Regions from separate parts of the Mus musculus genome. Here regions 1 and 2 are each linked to region 3. A link is a contact called in public Hi-C data. All regions are on one chromosome and are shown on one strand. Each heading gives the region's core, a stretch centred on a gene start, on an enhancer-like site or on the middle of the called end of the contact. The rest is flanking DNA. Distances are from core to core; before and after follow the strand shown. Region 1 has its middle 36 kb from the start of Gm36372. Region 2 has its middle 160 kb from the start of Lpin1. Region 3 has its middle 22 kb from the start of Gm36235.

The links. Hi-C and Micro-C count contacts between places; a contact is called where the count stands out from the background.
Region 1: a contact with region 3 is called in a Hi-C map of rod photoreceptor, with 4 times the contacts expected there. The contact joins two enhancer-like sites. A contact is called at or near these places in 1 of 484 Hi-C or Micro-C datasets (rod photoreceptor) and 2 of 115 datasets of contacts at active chromatin or transcription factors (embryonic stem cells and pancreatic cancer cells).
Region 2: a Hi-C map of rod photoreceptor shows a contact between it and region 3, with 4 times the contacts expected there. The contact joins two enhancer-like sites.

What each region holds. Positions count from the first base shown.
Region 1 is chr12:16,266,885-16,270,284 of GRCm38.p6, forward strand. No RefSeq gene overlaps it. Among named protein-coding and RNA genes, the nearest start is that of Gm36372, 36 kb to the left of the region's middle. Within about 2 kb of position 1,932, at least 7 of the 459 cell types and tissues checked have an H3K27ac peak or open chromatin away from gene starts, as enhancers often do. A contact at or near this core is called in rod photoreceptor, where this site is marked.
Region 2 is chr12:16,423,616-16,427,186 of GRCm38.p6, forward strand. No RefSeq gene overlaps it. Among named protein-coding and RNA genes, the nearest start is that of Lpin1, 160 kb to the right of the region's middle. Within about 2 kb of position 1,691, at least 17 of the 459 cell types and tissues checked have an H3K27ac peak or open chromatin away from gene starts, as enhancers often do. A contact at or near this core is called in rod photoreceptor, where this site is marked.
Region 3 is chr12:15,992,076-15,995,591 of GRCm38.p6, forward strand. No RefSeq gene overlaps it. Among named protein-coding and RNA genes, the nearest start is that of Gm36235, 22 kb to the right of the region's middle. Within about 2 kb of position 2,061, at least 9 of the 459 cell types and tissues checked have an H3K27ac peak or open chromatin away from gene starts, as enhancers often do. A contact at or near this core is called in rod photoreceptor, where this site is marked.

The DNA.
Region 1 (3,400 bases), core at 682-3,181, 270 kb after region 3:
CAATTAAGGGCCACCTGCCATCCTCCCTCAGACTCTTTGAGATATAGATACCCCACTTCTGGGGAATAAGAGAACTTAGATGGGGGGAGGGGTGAAACCAATCCTTCTGAACCCCAGGGGATGGTAGAAGGGAGTCAGGGAAAGAGAACACAGCGCATCAGATTGAGACAATCTACTTTTCCATCTTTGGACTTTTGTGTTAGAAAAAGACGATGAAAATGACAGCCCAGGACACCCTCTTCCTTTGAGAGTTCTGGAAGATGTCACCAGTCCAAGCACAGCAGTTTAGCTTAGCACTCAGTAGGATGGGAGGAGGGCAGCTATCCTCAAGATGAGATTTTTAAGCCATCTTGAATTCTTTTATCTGTTCTAAAATTTGAACAGGGAGGCATGATGACAAGTAACTACCCGGAGTTTAGGGGTGTCATTCAGAGACCAAAGCCCTAATTCAAGAAGTCTACTCTTCTCTTCTGGATTCACAGACAGACACTTGTGGGAAGGAACTGGAGGGGAAAGAAGACTTTTCTACTGACCAGCATGTGCTGTTGTGGAGATGTCTCCATTCCACAGGGAGAACCAGTCAAACTGTGTCCTTCAAGTGCCTGTAATCAAATTATAAGTACATGTTAAAGTGTCCTACTGCATTCTGTGAATTCTGTGGATTCTAGGCAATTACAGGACCTGAAAGGGTGATGGTTAGCACGGAAGAGGAACCTGAGAGAGTGAGGATTAGCATGGCAGGGTCCTAGCAGTTGAACATGAGAAGGTATATGGTTATCATGGAAGAAGTTTGGCACTGAAACATTAGAGGGTGATGGTTAGCATGAAATATGCATAACGATGGAATATGAGAGGGAAACAGAATGGAAGAGGCCTGGCTGTGGACCCTGACAAGATGATGGTTAGCATGCAAGAGGCCTGGAAACTTTGAAGTGTTATTGGACTAAGCACACAAAAGTCAAAAGGAGCTTTACAGAATCAAAGTTAGTTCTGTGGAGGTCAAGGGTACTCTTATGGAGATCAGGAGTAGTCTCTTGGAGAATGGGTGTAGGTCTTAAAGAGCCAAGGGTAATCTCCTGAACGTCTGTGTTTTTAAGATCAAGTGTGGTGCTAAGTCCAGGTGCAGCACTGACTTGGTCTACCCAGGTAGGGTAGAGACAGAACATAATGTCCTGAGCTCTAGATACATGGAGCCTTCTCAGGTAAGGCTCCTCTAATCTGGATCCCCCTATATCCTACTAACATCTTCTCCCATATAATGCTGGGTGTTCTTGGAAGCCCATTTGATCACATGAGCATGAACGTCACTCCTACAGGATTAAGGGACCAGGGGACAGGTTCAGATTTTACAAGAACTGAATCTTATAAAATGTCGGTGGGACCCAACAAAGTAGTTCAGTTGGTTAAAACACTTGATTCTAAGGCTAATAACCTGAAATGATGGCCCTCTGACTTCTGGACTTACCTTGTCCTCTGACCTCCGCAAGGACTCTGTGACAAGTGTACACACATACACATAGACATACACGGAGAGAGACACAAACACAGGCACACACATGGACACACAGTGTTATAGAGAGTACATAAATGTAATAATAAATAAATAAATATAGGTGACACTTTATTTTATATATATTTCACAAAACATAGGACCAGATAAGAGCTGAGATGAACAGTGAGACTTGAGTCATTAGTTTTACAGCAAATATGGTTGACTGGGGTTGCATCTAAGTTTTCCTTGGCTCTTGTGGACACTCAGAACTTGCTTAGGGAAAAAGAAAAGATCAAGTGGCTCCCCACAAAAAGGTGAATAAATCAGACGTTTCTTAGCCTTATATTTAAAAGGTGATTTGAATCCTTCCATCTAGATGGCAAGCACTCCGGGGCGTCCTCTGAGGACTGACCTCACTGGCTATTTTTGTCTAAGTCCCCGGACTGGGCATCAGAGGGATTTACAGGCTATGATCACCAGGTCTAAGCACAGGGAAGCTGAGAATCCGGTCATCTGCTATTTGCAACCAGATTAGATAAATCCTCCAAGGAATGTATGTTTTCATTTCAATGCTGAATCACAAAAGAAACAGTTAAAATGGAAACCAACCGGAAGGTCAGTTTCAAGATCGAGGAGGAAGGATAAGGGCCTTGCCTCAGCTAAAAGCCTTTTCTCCCCAGAGAACACATGCCATCAGGAAGCCTGCCTATTGCCAGACTCATCCTTCCCAGCACTGAAAATATTAAGGAGCGTGTTACCCATACACATCCTCTAGACACAGAGGATTCTCAACCCTTGAACCATTATTTCTTAAGCCCACTTCCTAATTTCCTGCCTGCTGTCCTGATTAAATTACTCATGCCCCAGGTGCAGTGAAGTGGTGCATCCACCTACCTAACATCTGCTTCTGCATGTTCCTCCAGATGTGTCACTCAAATTCCTCCAGGTCCCCCTTGATCTACAAGGACATCCCAGATGTACAAAATAGGAACGCCACATCCTCTTCTCTACTGAAGAGCCACAACTAATTAATTAAGAAATTAATTAATTAAGAAACTCACTAGCCTAGCTTCTATCTTTAGCTTTCAGATTTGACTTGACTTAAGACTTTGCTGCTGGCAGGGGCTCCTGACAAAAGGTAGGGGGGTCTCTATTCAATCTGGAAACCATGAGGCACTTGTGGGCACCAGTGGACACACAGAATGCTCACTAATGTGCCCTCGAGAATCCGTTGGTGGATAGGCTATCACAGCTTCTGCAATTAGGAGTAAGAAATCTTACAAAGTGCAATGTCAGAGAGCAAAATAAAAAGATATATAGAATAAGGCCAAAGCCTTGGAGACTCCTTTCACCTCCAGGGGAGCACTAATCCCCTAGTGTACTACAAAGATGTTTACTGGATATCAATCCCAGAAGGAAGAAAGCCAACTGCACGTCCTTGCCTTGTCTTTCTTTTGAGTGCCACAATGCCTCTCTCCTGGGACAGAGCTGATGGAATGGTCATTTCTATCATTTCTGCAGGGGTCATTGGGAGTTCACTGCAACTGCGGCTCTCCAGCTCACGGCAGTGAGATCTGGATCTCAATGATGTTCCTAAGATGATGAGATCATCCTGGATGCCAGTCAGCTGATTAAAAATAATCACATTCCATTTTTAGAGAACTCGAGTATTTTGTGGGGATGGAAAGTCTAAATTTTTTATATGATTGTCTCATTCTCATTATCTTGGAGACGGAAAGAAAGCTATGTATGCCCAGCTTAGCTGGAGGTAGTATGATGCTGGCTGCTTCTCTCTCTCACTCTCTCTGTCTCTGTCTCTGTCTCTCTCTCTCTCTCAGTCTCTCTCTCCCTGTGTGTGTTGCATGCATTTATCACTGTGATGATGTATACCTATGTATGCAAATACAT
Region 2 (3,571 bases), core at 441-2,940, 430 kb after region 3:
ATGCTGTGTGTCTGCCACATCTTATTCTTTTACCACATAGTGTTTTCCTAAAGAGATAATAAAAGAGATGGGAAATTGGCTTTATGGTAGAATATGGTATTGCATATGCACGAGCACATTTTGAACATAACTGAATATAAGTATCACTGTTTCATTCTTGATGTAATGATTTGAATAGGTTTGGCCCCCATAGACTCCTATGTTTGTTTACTTGTCCCACAGGGAGTAACACTATTAGAGGGTATGGCCTTAATGGAATTGGTGTGGCCTTGTTGAAGGAAGTGTGTCATTGTGGAAATTGGCTATGGAGTTATATGCTCAAGCTCTGCCCAGTGTGAGACACAGTATTTCTTTTGCTGTCTCCGGGTGAAAATGTAGAACTCTCAGCTCTTCTAGCTCCATGTCTACCTAGAAGCTGCCATACTTCCCACCATGATGATAATGGATTAAACCTCTGAAACTGTAAGCCAGCCCCAATTAAATGTTCTCCTTTATAAGAGTTGCCTTGGTCATGGTGTCTCTTCACAGTAATAAAATAAAAGTAATAACTCTCCTGAGGTTTAAAGACCTTTAGAGATTTCCCCCAAATCAGAGGCCAGGCCTGCTGGGATTTTGGTGTCCATAGTCCCTCCATATTCACAAACCTGATAGCTGCATAAAATCCAGACGTGGAATTGCTCAGGAGGATACCTTGTTCATAGCACTGAGTCCTCAGATGAACAAAGTGAGGTCCAGAGAATGTGCAAAGTCAGGTTCCACTTTCAAACTGAGCTGTGGCACTAGCACGATGGGGAAACCAGGCCTCTTGAACGCAAGCCAGGTCCCCTCCTTCTGCACCAGGAACTCATCCACAGACAGTGAACCACCCCACAAAAGTATTGCTAAGAGCCTCACCACCAATGGCCAAGGACAGAGGTGCGTGATACGGAGTACAGCATTGGAAGTGATGAGTATGGACAAGGTCATGGATGACGCATGTCTGGATTAAGCTATACACAAGACGCCAAAGCAAACTGGGTGGATTTGGAGGCATTTCCATTGAATTCTTTTCTCTGACTTCCAAGAAATCAGTCACTGAACCAGAAAGTCACTCTGTGGTTACCTGATAAAATGGAATGAACAGTTTGAGATGAAAACTGGGGTCATCTTACAGAACTCCATCCAGCATGAATTTTGAACCAATAGTAGCTTTCTTCCTGTTAAAATGACTAATCTCTTCCAGCCACTCACTAGGCAGTTTGCATCATCATCATCTTGACATAAAACCATCTAAGAGAAAATACACATATCAGAGGATTATTTCAAAAATTCTCTCAGAGACAATGTATAAATGTGAAAGCAACTTCCTTATAGATGATGAAGAGTTGAATATGGAAAGGTTCCAATGTGCATTTGCTTTCCTAAGCTGCACACGGTAGGAGGCTCTGCAGGTGATGCTCTGTCTGAGAGCCTGCTTTTTTATTTAAGTAGACTTTTAAAATGTAGTGTGCTGATGGAAGTGCCACTCACCAATAATTAGCAAGTAAGAATTTAGCAGGTAAGAACAGACCTTGGGGTTGGTCTATTTTGGCAGAAGGGCATTTGCCTCTAATATGATCTTGGGTATTAAATCAGTGGATTAGTCTTGCTCCAGATGAGCCAAGAGGCTTTTTATAATTCTCTTCTCTCCAAAAGTAAACCACAGTCAAAACTAGGTCACAGATGCAGTTTGAAAATAATGACTAACATCTGCAGAGCCAAGTTATGGCTTCAAGAGTGTATTCACATCCATTATCTCATTGAACGTACACGCACACTCACACACACACACACACACACACACACACATTGAGGCAGATATTTCTACATTAGGGCTCAAAGGGTAAGCAATGAATCAATGACAATACTGGAGCCCTTGACATTCACCTCACCCTCTGCACATCAGCCAAGCCATCAACCAAAGTTACAGCTGTCACAGAACACCTATAAGTTACCCAGAGCCCAAGTGGCCAACATCTACAAATGGCTACATTTGCTTTGTCGGTGTGTGGGAGGAAGGCTGAGAAAAAGGACATTCTAGGCAACATGGAGACATGTTCACTTGGTATACAGCTATTCTGACCTCTAATACTTTTTCTTGTTTCTTAAAGAAACCTAAAGTTCAGGTACTCAGTAATTAAGTAAGTGAAAGATAAGCTCTGTCTAACACAGTACCCATTTGGTTGTGATTTTTGACAGTGTTCACTTTTGAAAGAATAAAGTAAAAAGCAGGCAAGAATTTTCTTGTTCTCCAGAAAGGCATATTCCTGAGGCTTGCCCAAGAACTACTGTACCACCAACACTCAGTTGATCTGCAAGTTTATGTTGAATGCTGGCAAGGTCTCTCTTCACATATTCGCTGATATTTCCTTTCTTCGGGATGGTAACTCCAGCTCGGAAATGAGATGTCAACGAGGAATTTTCAGCAATTTTTTTGTACATATCTGAGTTTAAGTGTTGGAACCCAGACAGAAAATTCAGGATTAGAAAAGAGAGCCTTGCCAGACTAAATTCTTCAGAGTTCTCATGGAGGCAGGAGGGGAGGTTAAGAATGATGCTGAAGGGGAGGCCCCGGGCCCCCACAGCCCCTCTCAGTGGAAGATGGCCAACTTCAGAATGTCTAAAATTTTCAGTTAGGGGAGTCTGAAGCCTACACTGGAGAGGAAAGTGTGGGGAGGAGCCTTTGTTGGAGTCTAAAGCTGACTTTCATTTCCAAGAATCTCTACAGTTAAGAGCACAGTGTAAGTTTTGGTTTTTTATTATGAGGAGAGAAAGGTGCACTTTCTTAAAGGAAATACATTTTATATATAATCTTCAGAAGCAAAAACTCCTTAGGCTATCACAGAAGTCAACTTTAGATGGTACAATTTCACATTTTAAAACATAGGAGAGGGGGATCTGGGAGTTTAGTGGAGTGGAAGCACACTTGCATGGCACTTACAGAACTCTTAGCTTGTTCATTAGCAGCAGCAACAACAACATACACACAGAGAGACACACAGAAAGAGAAAGGGAGAAAGAGAGAGAGAGAAAGAAGTGAAAACATAATTAAAGTTGAGCCTAAATAATATCAAATCAATCAAGATACAAACTTTACCTTTGACTAACCATGGGGTGACATAGCTAAATTCTCCTCCAAATAATTACCACATTGACTGTGAAAACTGTATGATGGTAGTTGGGCTGATACACACACACACACACACACACACACACACACACACACACTAAACATCACAAACGTGGTGGCTGAAACAATACAAACTTATATTTTTATAGTTCTGGAGACAGAAATCCAAGGTCTGTGTGTTGCTTGGCAGGTTTCTCCTGGAGTTTTTCTTCTTGCTTTACAGAACACATCTCTCCCTGATCCTTCCATGTTCTATGTGTCTGAGCCATAAGCTCTCTTCATTTATTTTGACAGTAAAGGGACTTGAGTCTAAGGTCTTTGTTATGCTAGGCAAATAGTCTACAGCTGAGCTATATTCTCTTCTCCTTCTTCCTACAAAGTTATAAAATAGAGCGCACTCATATGGCTGGGTTTTGCAAAATA
Region 3 (3,516 bases), core at 811-3,310:
GCTAATACTTTGCTGTGGCTGTGTAAGTTTATTTATGAGTCTTTTATTTTCTTTCAATCACTTACATGTCTCCTTTTCTATCATGTTTGTTACTCTGTACTGTAACTTGAAGTCATAGGTGATAAAGGGACCTCTAGCAATGTTCGTTTGCTGAGAATTGCTTTAGCTAATAGGCATTATCAGGCTTCTATATGAATATCAGGGTTGCCTTTTCCATATCTTCAAATCTTTCATTAGAATTTTAATGAGAATTGCATTGGATCTGTAGATTTGCTTTTGATAAATCAGTAATCTTACTATATTAAGTCTTGCTGTTCATGAGCAGGAGAGCTTTTGTAATCTTTTTATTTTATTTTATTTCTTTAGAAATTTTATTGTAGAGATCTCTCATATCCTTAAGTAGCTTTTTTTTTTCCTGGACATTTTTTTTAAGCTAAAGGAAGTGAGATTTTCTTACCAGTTTCCACCTCAGAGTATTCATTATGGGTATATAGAAAACCTATCATTTTCTATATTTTGACTTCGTATCTTCCTAATGTTCTGAAAGTGTTTATTAGTTCTAGAATTTTCTGATAGATCTTTAGGTCTTTTCTGTATGAAAGAATACCATCAGGAAATAGGAGTAATCGCATGTCTGAAAATAAATTCTCTAGTTCTTCCTTATATTTTATAGAACTTCAAACATAAATTCCCATTCACTATCAGCAACCTGGGCCACGAATGAAAATCTCCCTCCAACAGTAGTGAGTTCTAACCAATGGTGTGGCAATTTGAGTTCCCTCTGTGTCTCTGTCTCTGTGCCACCCCCTACCCCCAACCTGCTTTAGGCTTGCTCTCAAATCCCACTATTGTGGGGCCAGTGGAAGCCCTGTTGGCCTGCTTCCACCCTTTTGACACTTCTAGGAATCTGCAAGTCTAAAGACAGAACACGCTTTGATTTTCTTCTGCTATGTTCCACACACTCACAACATTGAAGAATGCAGAATCTTGTCGCTGTCTCCTTTATGTCCCTATATTTCTTCTTCATTGACTCACACTTTCTATCCCTTTTGTACTATACTCTAGAGGAATTTCATGACTCAATCTCCTAGCCTGTTAATTTTCGCCTAAGGAGTCTTCTAGTTGTATTTCTGCCCCACTAATTCTTACTTACTGTTAATGTTTAAGATCAAAGTGACTATTTAGAAGAGATGGTCTTTGCTCTCTTGCCTATTTAAAGTTACTGTTCTAATTCTTCTCTATGTGAACTAATTTTTATTCCTTAAACATGCCTTTCTAAGAGTTCTATCTTTCAATTATTTATTTGTCTATTTATTGGTATCACTATATAGCCTAATCTGGGTTAGAATTTCCAATTCTCCTGCCTCAACTTTCCAAGTTCATGCACTTGCAATGCGGTGTGTGTGTATTCTACCACATCTGGCTCATTCTGCAATGTTCTTTAAATGTGAGTTTAATAGAGGTCTCTGCTGCTCGGACTTGAAAGTGTCTGTCCTATATAGAAATATGTATTTCATGAAGTACTGTTTATAATTTACTTTCTTTTTGAGATTTCTTTTTTTGTGTCTTGGGTTTTGGGGGGAAAAGGACAAGTATTTTGTGCATATGTCAACCTAACCCTTTCCCTGCTGCTTTCTAATTAAGGTTTTTTTTTATGTTTATTATGATATAATGTGGTCTTTGGGCAGTTTGTCACAGAGCTCCCTTCTGTGTGGAGTCAGGAAGTTGGTACCAGTACTATGGCAGTGTTGACAACCACATAGGAACTATTTGAGGAGTAAACACAGACCTTAGTCATCTGAAAGGTTTTTTTTTTTTTAATTTTTGGAGTTTTGTAAAAATAATAAGTGTGTGTGTGTGTGTGCACTCGCCATATGTGCACAGTTGCCCTGGAGGCCAGAAGAGGGTGTCAGATCCAATAAAGTTCAAGTTATAGGCAGTTTGTGAGTCACCCAATGTGAGTTCTGGGAAGGGAAAGAAGCCTTCTTAACTGCTGAGCCATCCTCTCAGCCCCTGAAGGCTATTCGCTGACACCTTGAGCATGTTCAAATATCTCTGGGGGAGGAGAATACTTCCTTAGGAACATAGTGATGAGTAAGCAGCCTGTGTATCTGTAAATAACCCTTCACCTGTGCAGCAATAAATAATCCCAATTAAACCCACTGCATTACGAGGGAGGGAGGGAGGAAGGGAGGGAGGGAGGAAGGGAGGGAGGGAGGGAGAAGAGGGAGACAGGAAAATAGATAGAGGACTCCTTGGGAAGAAGAAAGAGATCAGCAGGAGTCAGGGGACAAGACAGGGTGATGGGAATGAGACTGATCAAACCACATAAATGAAAATTTCACAATAAAACAACTAATTATGTGATAAGCAGAACACAATCAAATAAATATGAAGGATAATCTACCAGCATACAATGCTGCATCATTGAGCAATTAGCTTGAAAACACATTAAAAAGCCACTGAGTTCGTGGTGGCTTGGAGGAAATGATTTATGGGGAAAATATACAACAACTAACATAAACTGTTCTAGACAAATAATTTTGAATATGAGATAGTTTTAGGGCACACTTACTATTTTGTCTTTCTAGATTACATAAGTAAAATGATGTTACAAATAAGTACTCATAGTCTAAAAGAGCTCTTTAAGTAAATAAAAATAAAAACATTTCACACCGGGCATGGTGGTGCACGCCTTTAATCCCAGCACTCAGGAGGCAGAGGCAGGCAGATTTCTGAGTTTGAGGCCAGCCTGGTCTACAGAGTGAGTTCCAGGACAGCCAGGGCTATACAGAGAAACTCTGTCTCGAAAAGCCAAAAAAATTTTTAAAAATTAAAAATAATCCATAATTTAAAAAGCAAACATACAAACAAAAACAAAAGAAAACCAAACAGATGGCAGTGTTAATGTGCCATAAAATAGAGTGGCATTTCCTTTCTAATGCACCTTCAGATTAGTGCATCAGGTTGCTTGAGTGCAGTATTAGGTGGTATTTTCAACATTGTTTAGCTCCATTACACTGTATGAGCCACCACACTCGGCCCCCATGAATGCGTGGGCAAATTGTGGTTCCAATGAGAACCGCAATGTTCGAGCAGGAGAGAGTAGGATGGAGCATACATATGTCTAATAGCTTGCAAGCTGAATCCAAGATATTCAGTGGCATAAAAACCAAGTCCAGGGGAATAGGATCTGGAGGAAGAAGAGGAAAAGGAGAAAGAAGAGCAGGAAAAGGAGGATGAGGTGGAGGAAGACCTATGCCCCACTCCTGCATGCAGAAAGAAAACGGTTCTAAGTCTCCTTACGGTTTCTTTCTCTGTTCCCGCCCACAGCAGGTTAGATGGTGCCTGCCCACATAATGCAGGGCAATGTGCTTTATCAAGTTCTTGAATTTATCTAGAAATATGCTACATGGCTGTACCAAAATAATACTTCTATGGAGGCTTCAGGGAAGAGCCAACTGACATCCACACGTATGCAACCTGAATTGCAGCTACTATATTTTTCTTACTCCT